3 separate regions of the Mus musculus genome follow, and regions 1 and 2 are each linked to region 3. The links are chromatin contacts, called in public HiCAR-type and promoter capture Hi-C maps. All regions are on one chromosome and are shown on one strand. The core of a region is the stretch at or near the end of the contact, and the rest is flanking DNA. Distances in the headings are between cores, read along the strand shown. Region 1 holds the start of 1700023A20Rik (RIKEN cDNA 1700023A20 gene). Region 2 overlaps Tmem45b (transmembrane protein 45b). Region 3 overlaps Arhgap32 (Rho GTPase activating protein 32).

Region 1 (3,562 bases), core at 916-3,415, 770 kb before region 3:
AAGTTTGATGGCTAAGTGATGGAGACACTTAAAACATCAGTGTTTGTGGGTGGGAGGGAGAAGGGGAGGGGAATTGTAAGGATGAGTAGGTTAATTTTTGGGTGGACAGTGAAACAATATTACATAGATCTGTCAGTTATTTGAAATATGTAGGGCTGGTGAGATGGCTCAGTGGGTAAGAGCACCCGACTGCTCTTCCGAAGGTCCGGAGTTCAAATCCCAGCAACCACATGGTGGCTCACAACCATCCATAACGAGATCTGACTCCTTCTTCTGGAGTGTCTGAAGACAGCTACAGTGTACTTACATATAATAAATAAATAAATAAATAAATCTTAAAAAAAAAGAATAAGTTTATTTAAAAAAAAAAGGGGGGGGGGCTGGTGAGATGGCTCAGTGGGTAAGGGCACCCGACTGCTCTTCCGAAGGTCCGAAGTTCAAATCTCAGCAACCACATGGTGGCTCACAACCACCCGTAATGAGATCTGATGCCCTCTTCTGGTGTATCTGAAGACAACTACAGTGTACTTACATATAATAAATAAATAAATCTTAAAAAAAAAAAGAAATATGTATCACTTGTGGGTGAAGAGTATGTGTGTGTGTGGGGGGGGCGGGGGTTGAGGTAAACCTATGCTTTGTTAAATTTTGTATGACCCTAAAACTGCTCTAAGAACAAGGGCTAATGAAAATGGCAGTTTGTAATGTTTTAATGCTCTCCTGTCTGGTCACCCAGAGTGACGCTGCACTGCCATTTCTAATTGGTGGTTTCTAATTCCAACAGGATCCAAGGACATCTTTTTTGTTTGTTTTTTGTTTTCTTCGAGACAGGGTTTATCTGTATAGCCCAGGCTGTCCTGGAACTCACTTTGTAGACCAGACTGGCCTTGAACTCAGAAATCCACCTGCCTCTGCCTCTCTGCCTCTCTGCCTCTCTGCCTCTCTGCCTCTCTGCCTCTCTGCCTCTCTGCCTCTCTGCCTCTCTGCCTCTCTGCCTCTCTGCCTCTCTGCCTCTCTGCCTCTGCCTACCTTCCGAGTGCTGGGATTAAAGGCTTGCGCCACCATGCCCCGCTGATCCAAGGACGCTTATAGAGTCAGTGGGTGTGTGTGCGCGTGCGCATGGGTGCAAAGATTTGGCTTTATTTGGAAAGCACTATTTTCCACTGAGAGAAGGACATGCCTGGCATGCCCTGCTCCCCTGACATGTTTATTAAACCGAAGGAACAGTGGCTAACCCACGCAGGACCAGAGGGTGAACTGTAGAATACTTGAGAAGACATTCTAAATAAGACGGTCTTAGAGAAAGAAGGCGTAATGATGAATCATAAGAGTAAGTTGTCGATGTTTTCACTTTCTGCAAGTTGTGCGGACTTGGAGACATGGGTTAGAGTCTGTGTTATATTTCCCAACCTTCAAGACTGCAAGAGGTCCTCCACTGTCTGGTGGCCTCAGCAAAGCCTTCCCGACAGAGTGGTGGTGTCTAACAGTTTTCTTCTGCAGGGAAGCTCTTTAAACAACTCAAGAAAAGCTCTTTAAGCAACTCAAAATAGCTTCAGGAAGTCCCCGAAACGGATCAGATTCTTTAGGCTCCTCTCTGCCAGAATAAACGATAAAAGCTGAGAGACCTTCTCAGATGGAAGGACGCTAAACTGAGGATTCTGAGTTGGGGAAAAAGCTACAAAGTCGACTCTGAGGCCAGACCAGCTACCTGGAGGCAGCAGAAACCAGCTGAGCTGCCTGGAAAGGTGTAGACCAACTGAGGCACCTGGAAAGGACTCATTGCAACCTGTTGAGCTGCTTGTAGGCTGTGCAGTGTTTCAGGTTCCCAGCTTTTGTGAGTTGTCACTCATGCTGGGGTGAGCCTTGGTTTTTCAGCTAAGTCATTTCTGCTCTTGTTAAGTAAACCCTCACCCATATGCCTGCAAGTAATCCCAATAGTAGTTCACCAAGTTGGACTTGGGTGGTCTCGGTATTTTGATTTGTCGTGTTGAGTATCCCCTGGAAAAATTTTGTCACACAAGAAGTGGTGGTTAGCACGGTGCCTGTCAGACTGTGCTCTTGCTTCGCAGCTGACAAAAGGCGACATCGCTCTATCCTCCAAAGCTCCTGAGCCAGGAGAACCCCGCACAGAATGGATCGTGCCTTCTCCGCACCGACGTAGCTTGTGGCACCAGACGCGTCGGGGCGGTTCAGGTGCTGCCACAGGCTCCGCCCCTGCCCGTCCTGCCCAATACGCTCCGCCCCGCCGTTAGGTTTCGCCCCACAGGTCCCGCCCCTTCCGCTGCCGGAGCCCGGAACGTGCGCGTACCCAGACGCCTTGCGGGAGCGAGCGCGTTTCGGAGCCCACGGCCCGACGAACCCCGGGTGAGACCCGCGGACTCTGCTGAGGTGAGGGCGGGCCCAGGCGTCGGGTTTGGTGGGTGCCGGGGGAAGGGGAGAAGCGGGGAGAAAGGGAGAAGCGGGGCGTTGCCGTGGGCACGCGGCGGGCCCCACGCGTGGCGTGCGGCTGCCGGGTGGGCGAGGGTTAGGGGGAGGACGTGTGGGGGAGGGGCGGGCCGCGGCGCGCTGCGCGCAGGTGGGGCTGGCGACGTGGGGCTGCGGTCCGAGGTCCTTGCTTGCTGGTTGCTCGCGAGGGTCTAGAGGGTGGGCTAGCCCAGGTGCAGAGAAGAGGCCTTCCTGGTCTAGCGAAGCAGCCCGGGACACCCCCAACACTTAGAAATCGGCAGCTTCCGGGGTTCCGGCTCGCTAGCAGCGCCCCTGTTTTTGTATTTTGAGTTCTTGTGCAGAATAAGTGGCAAGGCAGCGGTTGTCGCTAGATAATTATGTGTAGCTTAATCAACCGCCGGTATTGGAAGCAGCTTCTGAGTGAGTTGTGTACATTGTGCACCTGTCAGATGAGGTAACTGGCTTTGCACGCTGTCTATGCCACTTACGCTAAGAGGAGTTTATTCTAAGCATCAGGTTGCCTCTGTCTGTCGGTCTGCCTGCCGGCCTTCCTTCCTTTCTTTTTTTCTTTCTTTTTTTTAAGTTTTGTTACGTGCAGGTGTCTTGCTCCTTTCTCACTTTCACTCAGTTATTTAGGCGCTACATGCGTGCAGGATGTCCTCAATTCTCTGTGTGCTGACGATGAGCGCGCACAGTTACCTGGGGACCACACAGCTGTGTCCATGTAACACTCGCCGTATCTTTCCTTGATCTGAAATACTGTCAGAACGTGAAATCATTTTGCAGAAAAGAGCTTCCATTCTAGGTATATTACAGACTTACCCATTATCATTTGAGAACTTGGGAAGTGGGAAGGATCTTCACTGTTAATGTAAGCTCACTTAGCTGGAGATTCCCTTTAAGATCCTAAGAGAAAAGAAAGGTAGGAAGGGCCTGGTCCAACTCCTCCTTAACTACAGGTAAGGAGCCTGACACCTGGTGAGGTAAGATGTCACAGATAGTGACGGCCCCAGGGTAGAATCTGGTTGCTCTTCCCACTTTTGTGGGCTTGTTGGTCTGTTTGTCAGTAATAGTGATAAGAGTCCAGTACATGTAGAGCAGCTGGGTCATGACCCTT
Region 2 (3,317 bases), core at 305-2,804, 730 kb before region 3:
TAGTACTGTCTGCCAGGTAATTTGGGGTTGGGGAGAACACTGCCGGGCCCGGGGCTGTGAAAATAAATAAGTTTGGTGGGGAGAAATGGAGGCCAGGTCAGTATTTGTTGACTCAGTGTAAAGATATCTTCCTAGGCACAGATGCGAACGAGAGGATTAGAGAGAAGAAACTTTATATGTAGTAATTTAAAAAAGCTTTTTATTGATTCTCTGTGAATTTCACATCATGCACCCCAATTCCACTCATGTCCCTGCCCCTTTGTGTCTGCCTTCCGCCCCTGTGACCCCTGCCCCCGCCAAAGGAAAAATAAGAGAACAAAAATCTCATCATGGGAGCTGCACTGTGTCACAGTGTCATACACCCTTTTTGTCCAACCCCCTTCACTTGCAGACGTTCATTGTAATGAGTCATTCAGCGGTCTGGTTCAAGGCCTCTGGCTTCTGCTACACTGCCAGTACTGGATCTCCACCAGGACTCCTCTCTGATATCTTGTTGTTGATCTGTGTCATAGAGATCCTGCAGCTTTGGCTCAGCAGGACTGGCTCCTTCACATGCCCCAGTAGTTCATAGAAGGGGTAGATGTTAGGGTGGGCCAACCCTAAGCCCTGGATCTGGGCCTGAGTAGGAGCTGAGTTGGTCAGCCCACCAGTTCTCCCATACCCATCTCACTAGGGCCAGCCTGCCTGCCTGGCTAGCTTACCCAAGTGCCACAGCCAATAAGGGGTGGGGCAAGCTCTCCCACTCTCATGCCCTCGGGGCGGGCTCGCCTGCACTGGCACCACCAGTGCTGGCCAGTCCAGGCACATAGCCTGCTCTACTGAGTTCTAAAACCAGCAAGGGATTGTGGGAAGCCATCCCTGCTGTGCCCACACCACCTCACGGCAGACGAAAGGTGGGGCCAGCTCTCTGTAGGCATTTTTTTTAATGTCAAAATGATGAAAAAGGGGCTGGTTAAATGTCTCAGCCAGTAAAGGATGCTGGCTGCTGAGCCTGTTGACCCGTGCCCAGTCTCGGTGGAAGAAGTGGGACCCACTCCTACAGGTCCTCTCATCTCCAGAGGCACATCACAGCACATACACCCAGAGAAACACAATGTAATTAAACCAAAAGTCTAAGAGATGGAGATAAATCAGGAAGCTGGCAGCTATACAGTGACTGTTAATTATAAAGCTTTTTACATATTTTTTTTTTCAAATTTAATTTTACTTTTTTTTTTTTTGGTGTGTGTGTATGTATGAGTATTTTGCCTGCATTCATATCTAAGAGAAAGCCTGATTCTCTGGAAATGGAGTTACAGACAGTTTTAAGCTGCCGTGTGGGTGCTGGGAATCAATCCCATGTCCTCTGGAAGAGCAGCTAGTACTCTTAACTGCTGAGCCATCTCTCCGACCCCAGCCATTACAGATTTTTTTTTTTCACACTGCAGGCAGCAATTTTATTTCCTGTTTTTCTAGACAACAGTAAGCAGCTGCTATCACATGGCCACTAATACTGTGTGATCCCTACTCCATCCAGCAAAGCACTGTACTTTGGACAGAAGCAAATGTCCTGTTTACTCACAGCAGGGCGATCATTTTACTATTAACATGCTGCTGCTCACTGGCTGCTGGAATCTGCTCCCTTCAACTTCTGTATCATTAGCTGCTCCAAAATAACCTAAACGCCATTATTGAGTTTTACACATTTTCAGGTTTGTACAAAAATAAGTGTTTGATGATAGGACAATAAACCAGTAAACAGAATACAAATAAAAGTTTATTGTACAAAATTAAGGCTCCGTATTTCATAGTTCAGCAAAACTAAAAACAAATTAGGTGACTCCTCCCAAAACTTCGCCTTCACTTCCAACAATTTAAAATGACTTGACCGAATGTGATCAAAACAAACACTATAAATAATACCAAGTCCTTCCAAACTGGCATCCCGCATGTTACTTCTTAGCATAGGTGATCTTCATGGCATGGGACAGTGTCATCTTAAACCCCTGCAGAGCATCTCTGGCAGCTCCAGCCTGCCCATCATTCTCAAATTCTACAAACACAATGTCATGTCTCCCTGGTACCAAGCGAACCTCCTTGAATCCAGGGCACTGTTTGAACAGCATGGATAACACCATCTCATTTGTCTCCTCTGGTAAGTTATTAAGGAACAGGCTATAGTTTGGAGGATAATCAGGGACCTGAGGGTTTGGCGCTGCAGTTCCTTGGGTATTAGCTGACTTGGGTGTTCCCTAACCAGGCTTCTTGTTTGCAGCCGCTGCAGCCTGGTCCATGGTTTTAGCTTTCTTCTTTTCCTTGTCAGCGAAAGTACCACGCATTTTAGATATTATATCAGAAACTGTTTTTGCGTACTGAATTTTCATTGGTTTACCATAAAATGGAAATCCTTGTAACTGTCTCAAAGCATTTGTGATGAACACAGTTCCTTAAATATAACAAAAGCCTGTGCCCTCATCTTCATGGTCTTTAAAGCCACAATATCTACCACGTGTCCAAACTGAGAAAACAGGGCATACAGGGATCTCTTCAATTCTTCTTTTTTCATTTTGTCATTCATATTGTTGATATAAATCGTGTGATTTGGTCTGATATCCATGTTTGGGTAGAACCCTTCAAATAGCCTGAAGCCGGTGTGGTCTGCTTGAAACCAATGCCGGAAGAAGCGCCATTACAGATTTATAAGGAAAAACATAAGCAATGGACAAAAGACACAATTTACAACATAATATAGGATGATGGTTAATCTAGCAATGAGCAAGTGCACGCACAATGCCATGGTCACAAAACTGGAGGCGATCTGGTGTGAATTCCCAGGGACGACTGTGTCCAGCACCCATCCTGTAGAAGGCACTTAACTGAAGCAGATATGATGTGCTGCTATTCCACTTATAGCAAAATTATGAACATTAGCTAAGATTTATTCAGAAAAATACGTTATTTTTCCCAAGGAAGTTGGTGGTGGGCAGAGATGCTCGACACAGTCATGCAGACTCACTACTCGTGTTCATGATATGTAATGAATAAACGGTTCTTGACTGCGCTTACATTAATCAGAACCAGCAGTGAAGAAAAATCCTGCCCCAACCTTTTCTTTCTACATCACTGTCTTCTCTTGGTGACTGTCATGGTGCTGACAGGGGTATACCTCCATCTGGGCTTTTGACCGGGTCCCTGGAAGTTTTTTCATATCTGATACAGGCCCTTCTGGAGTTTCTTTTGGTTTAATTAACCTTTTACGAAGCAAATCTTTTTGTTGTTGTTGTTGTTGTTGTTGTTGAGACAGGGTTTCTCTGTGTAGCTCTGGCTGTCCTGGAACT
Region 3 (3,343 bases), core at 371-2,870:
AGAGAGAGAGAGAGAGAGAGAGAGAGAGAGAGCGCTCCTGTGAACCATGTGCTATATATGCTTTCCTGACCACTGGCCAGGTTGTTACTTAATCTTGGCTTTGCATTCTTTATCTTCACATGGGATTCCTTGATGCACCCTTGGTACTGGGTAATGGCAAGTGTTTCTTTTGCTAAGAAACTGTCTATGAACTGTGAGATCTGATTTAAAGAGCTGAGATGTGCAACTGTCTGTGAGCTGTGAGATCTGATTTAAAGAGCTGAGATGTGGCAGGATGCAGGGAAAAGGGCCATGATAGCAGAAGGCAGGCGGGAAGGCTATGCCACGTTGTGTTGTTTTAGTCTGCTTCCACCCAGTGCGAATAGCCATTTTACAAAATTAGTAAAAGTGCAGAGTTTCTTCTGTTTTAGAAATAGATTGTTCTGACGTCTTTACAGTCCTGCAACATGCTCTGTTATGTTACACGTGTTTTAAAAACAGAGTTCTTTTATCACTCCGCTAATATTTCATTGATTGCCTAAGCTGTTTTTTTTTTTTTTATTCTTGCTTCTTTTTAGTAAGTATCCTGGAGTAGTTGGCAGTAATTAGAGCTGTGCGTTGTTTGAAGGGTTCTTAAGTTTTTCTGTTGAAACCTTCCCAATAAAGGCTTTAATCTTATAATTATTATTTCAAGTTAACATTTAAGATTGCTCTGATTTGTTTTTGTCTTTTTAAAATGTTAGCTTTTATGTTTTATATTAAGGAAAGCACCTGTCTTGCCTTTTTAAATTTGTGAAATACTCTTAAAAATTAGGTCTAACCAGAGAGCCAGTTTTTAGTTTTCTTAATTTGTTATTTTTCAAAACATTAGTTTTAAAATATATTACTTATTTATTTTTTGATTGGTAAGTTTATTTTTTATTTTCTGCTTTTTCTGGACAAGAGTTGAGGAAAACATACTTACTAGTACTTACCTAACAAAAACTCTTGGCCATAAACCACTTTTTCCTCTATATTTTCCATTAATATTATGCTGGTGATGTCATATATCTTTTCTTGAAAGAAGTAAAGCTTCATAGGAATTGTTAACAATGCTTGTGCTTCCATCCAGTCAGTGTCTGGGTGTATTGTTGGGTATTTACCCAAAGTTGTGTTCCACCCACTGAGTGTTAATATGCACATTCAGTTTTTTGTATTTTTCTTTGACTAGTACTTTGGTGGCTACAAACTATGATTGTTGATGCACTAGTGTATTTTGTTTAGGAGAAACTAAAATATGAAAAGGAAAGATAATTGCTATCTCTTTTAGGCAATCTGGTGGCTCCTTAATCCTGGGAGGTCACCAAATTAGTGCTGAATTTAGTGCCAACACTGGCTGAGCATTGTATATCACAGCCCAGAACCCTCGGGCAACACAAGTGTGTACTATGCTGCTCCCAGCAACTTTTATTGCATTTTCCCAAATTGTAGTGTCTCATGAACAAAAATAATGATTTATCTAGATGTCAGAAAATAGTTTTGGGGAGAAGGGAAAAAGTCTCCTGTTGCATTTATAGAAGCAATGGATGGTACCTTATCAACCTGAAGCTGGCCTCCCTTCCTCTGTGCTCGATGTCACACCGCCACCTAGTGTCAGCATAGTGAATGGACTCTACCTGTCTTTTTACCCAAGGTTTAGGTATGCTGTTGAGTAACAATGCAAGGTACAGGTCAGATGTAGTCAGAAACATGGCATGGGAAAGTGTAAGTTTTAACACCTGTGTCCTGAGCTTTCTGGGAGGAGCCCTGTGCAGGCAACTAAGCAGTTCAGCTGGGACTCTCCTCACTAGAGAGGCAGGGGTGTGATCTAAGAACACTGAGGACTAATAGTACACTAGTACACTTTGGTTTTTTTTTTTTTTTTTTTTTTTTTTTTTTTTAAGCCTGGACTTGTATTTATTTTGAGACAAGATTTTATTCTGGAGCCTAGGTAGGTCTAGAACTTATAGTGTAGTCTGGGCTGACCACCTCTTCCTCCTGCTCCTCCTCCTCCATTGGACTCTTTCTACAAAATGCAGAGTAAAATGTTTTAGACTAACACACTGGCTCTGGACTCCCCTTCATTCCTTCTGGAGGGAATGAAATGCAGGGCCTCTCTTAACGTTGAGCTGCATCTATAGCCCTGGACTTTCATTTAAAAGAAGGTAATCTGAATACTTTATTTGACCTGTTTGCACATGGTCTCACTGGTTCTCCACAACACTTTCAGTAAAGGAATTTGAGGTAAGTGTTGCTTAAGAACTTAATTCTATGCTACAGTCATTCTGAAGGGTCCTTTATAACTAGAAAGCAGCAATCAAGTGCAACTTACACCTTAACAAAAGAGTCGGCCATAGTTTTCAAATGCCCTAGTTGAAAACTAAAACTACATGGGCAACATTGTTGCCTCGGTTATCTGAAGTAAATTCTGTAACATCCCTGGTCCTCAGTTTTCTCATTTGTTCAAGAAAAATGAAAACATCTATCCCAGTTATGTGTAGAATCGTGTGAGGAGTCAGTGAGGCGAGAGTCAAATAATAAACTAGATTACCTAGCACTCTCTGAAACATTTTAGATAGAAGTTCTTCTTCCTCCCTCCCTCCCTCCCTCCCTCCCTCCCTCCCTCCCTCCCTCCCTCCCTCCCTCCCTTCCTTCTGTGTGTGAATGGATGTGTACCATGCATATGCCCTGGCACATGAGGGACAGCAGAGGACACCTTGGGGGAGTTGGTTCCCTCTTTGCCCATATGGTTCCCGGAGATTGAATCCAGATTTGGTAGCAAGCGTCTTTACCTGCTTAGCCATCTCAGCGGCCAGCAATTCTATTTTGTAATGTGGTTTCTGAGACAGAGTCTTACAGTGCTGTCCAGGCTTGCCTAGATCCGTGCTGTCCTGGCTGGCCTTACTGCATGACCTTCCACTATAGGCATGCACTGCCATCCCTGTCTGGAGAGGCACCAGTGCTGAGGCATAAGTCTGGTGAAGTCTCACTTGCTTTGATGCCTGAGGGTGATGATGTCAGGACCGAGGTGGTAAGACTAACTTAACAGTGTGCTTTCTCCAGGGACTGTTCCTATCCCTAAACTAAGACAAACGGGAAATGCAGCTGTAATCTTATAGTCTTAAGTATATTCTGTAGTGATATTATGTCTGAGAGAAAAAAAATCCTTGTTGGATAATTGAAATGAACTCATACTGAGTTCTCAGTGCCACCGTCGTCCAAGATGTGGATTTCTAGCTGGGTATGAGTTTATCCTATTGGTATAAAAAGCCTTTGGATTATGAAAAATATATATTCTGGAGTCATAATTCATCATGAAACTTACCAAATTAGCTAAATATGCTTG

The links. Promoter capture Hi-C pulls out the DNA fragments that hold promoters and counts their contacts. HiCAR-type assays count read pairs that join an accessible place to other places.
Region 1: a contact with region 3 is called in a promoter capture Hi-C map of stem cell-derived epiblast-like cells, with 2.2 times the contacts expected there. The contact joins the promoter of 1700023A20Rik here to the enhancer-like site in region 3. A contact is called at or near these places in 8 of 39 promoter capture datasets (embryonic stem cells, hippocampal neurons, liver and 3 more).
Region 2: a contact with region 3 is called in a HiCAR-type map of kidney, with 4 times the contacts expected there. The contact joins two enhancer-like sites. A contact is called at or near these places in 1 of 115 datasets of contacts at active chromatin or transcription factors (kidney) and 1 of 9 other capture datasets (embryonic stem cells).

The regions. Positions count from the first base shown.
Region 1 is chr9:31,383,883-31,387,444 of GRCm38.p6, forward strand. It overlaps 1700023A20Rik (RIKEN cDNA 1700023A20 gene), which reads right to left and starts at 2,166. Exons shown (of 1, transcript NR_165167.1): 1 at 1,121-2,166. Nfrkb (nuclear factor related to kappa B binding protein) reads left to right here and starts at 2,310. Exons shown (of 26, transcript NM_172766.3): 1 at 2,310-2,388.
Region 2 is chr9:31,432,112-31,435,428 of GRCm38.p6, forward strand. The region is part of intron 1 of Tmem45b (transmembrane protein 45b); the gene reads right to left. It also overlaps the pseudogene Gm8162. Among named protein-coding and RNA genes, the nearest start is that of Tmem45b, 30 kb to the right of the region's middle. Within about 2 kb of position 1,555, at least 51 of the 459 cell types and tissues checked have an H3K27ac peak or open chromatin away from gene starts, as enhancers often do. A contact at or near this core is called in kidney, where this site is marked.
Region 3 is chr9:32,157,656-32,160,998 of GRCm38.p6, forward strand. The region is part of intron 5 of Arhgap32 (Rho GTPase activating protein 32); the gene reads left to right. Among named protein-coding and RNA genes, the nearest start is that of Arhgap32, 130 kb to the left of the region's middle. Within about 2 kb of position 1,621, at least 22 of the 459 cell types and tissues checked have an H3K27ac peak or open chromatin away from gene starts, as enhancers often do. A contact at or near this core is called in kidney and stem cell-derived epiblast-like cells, where this site is marked.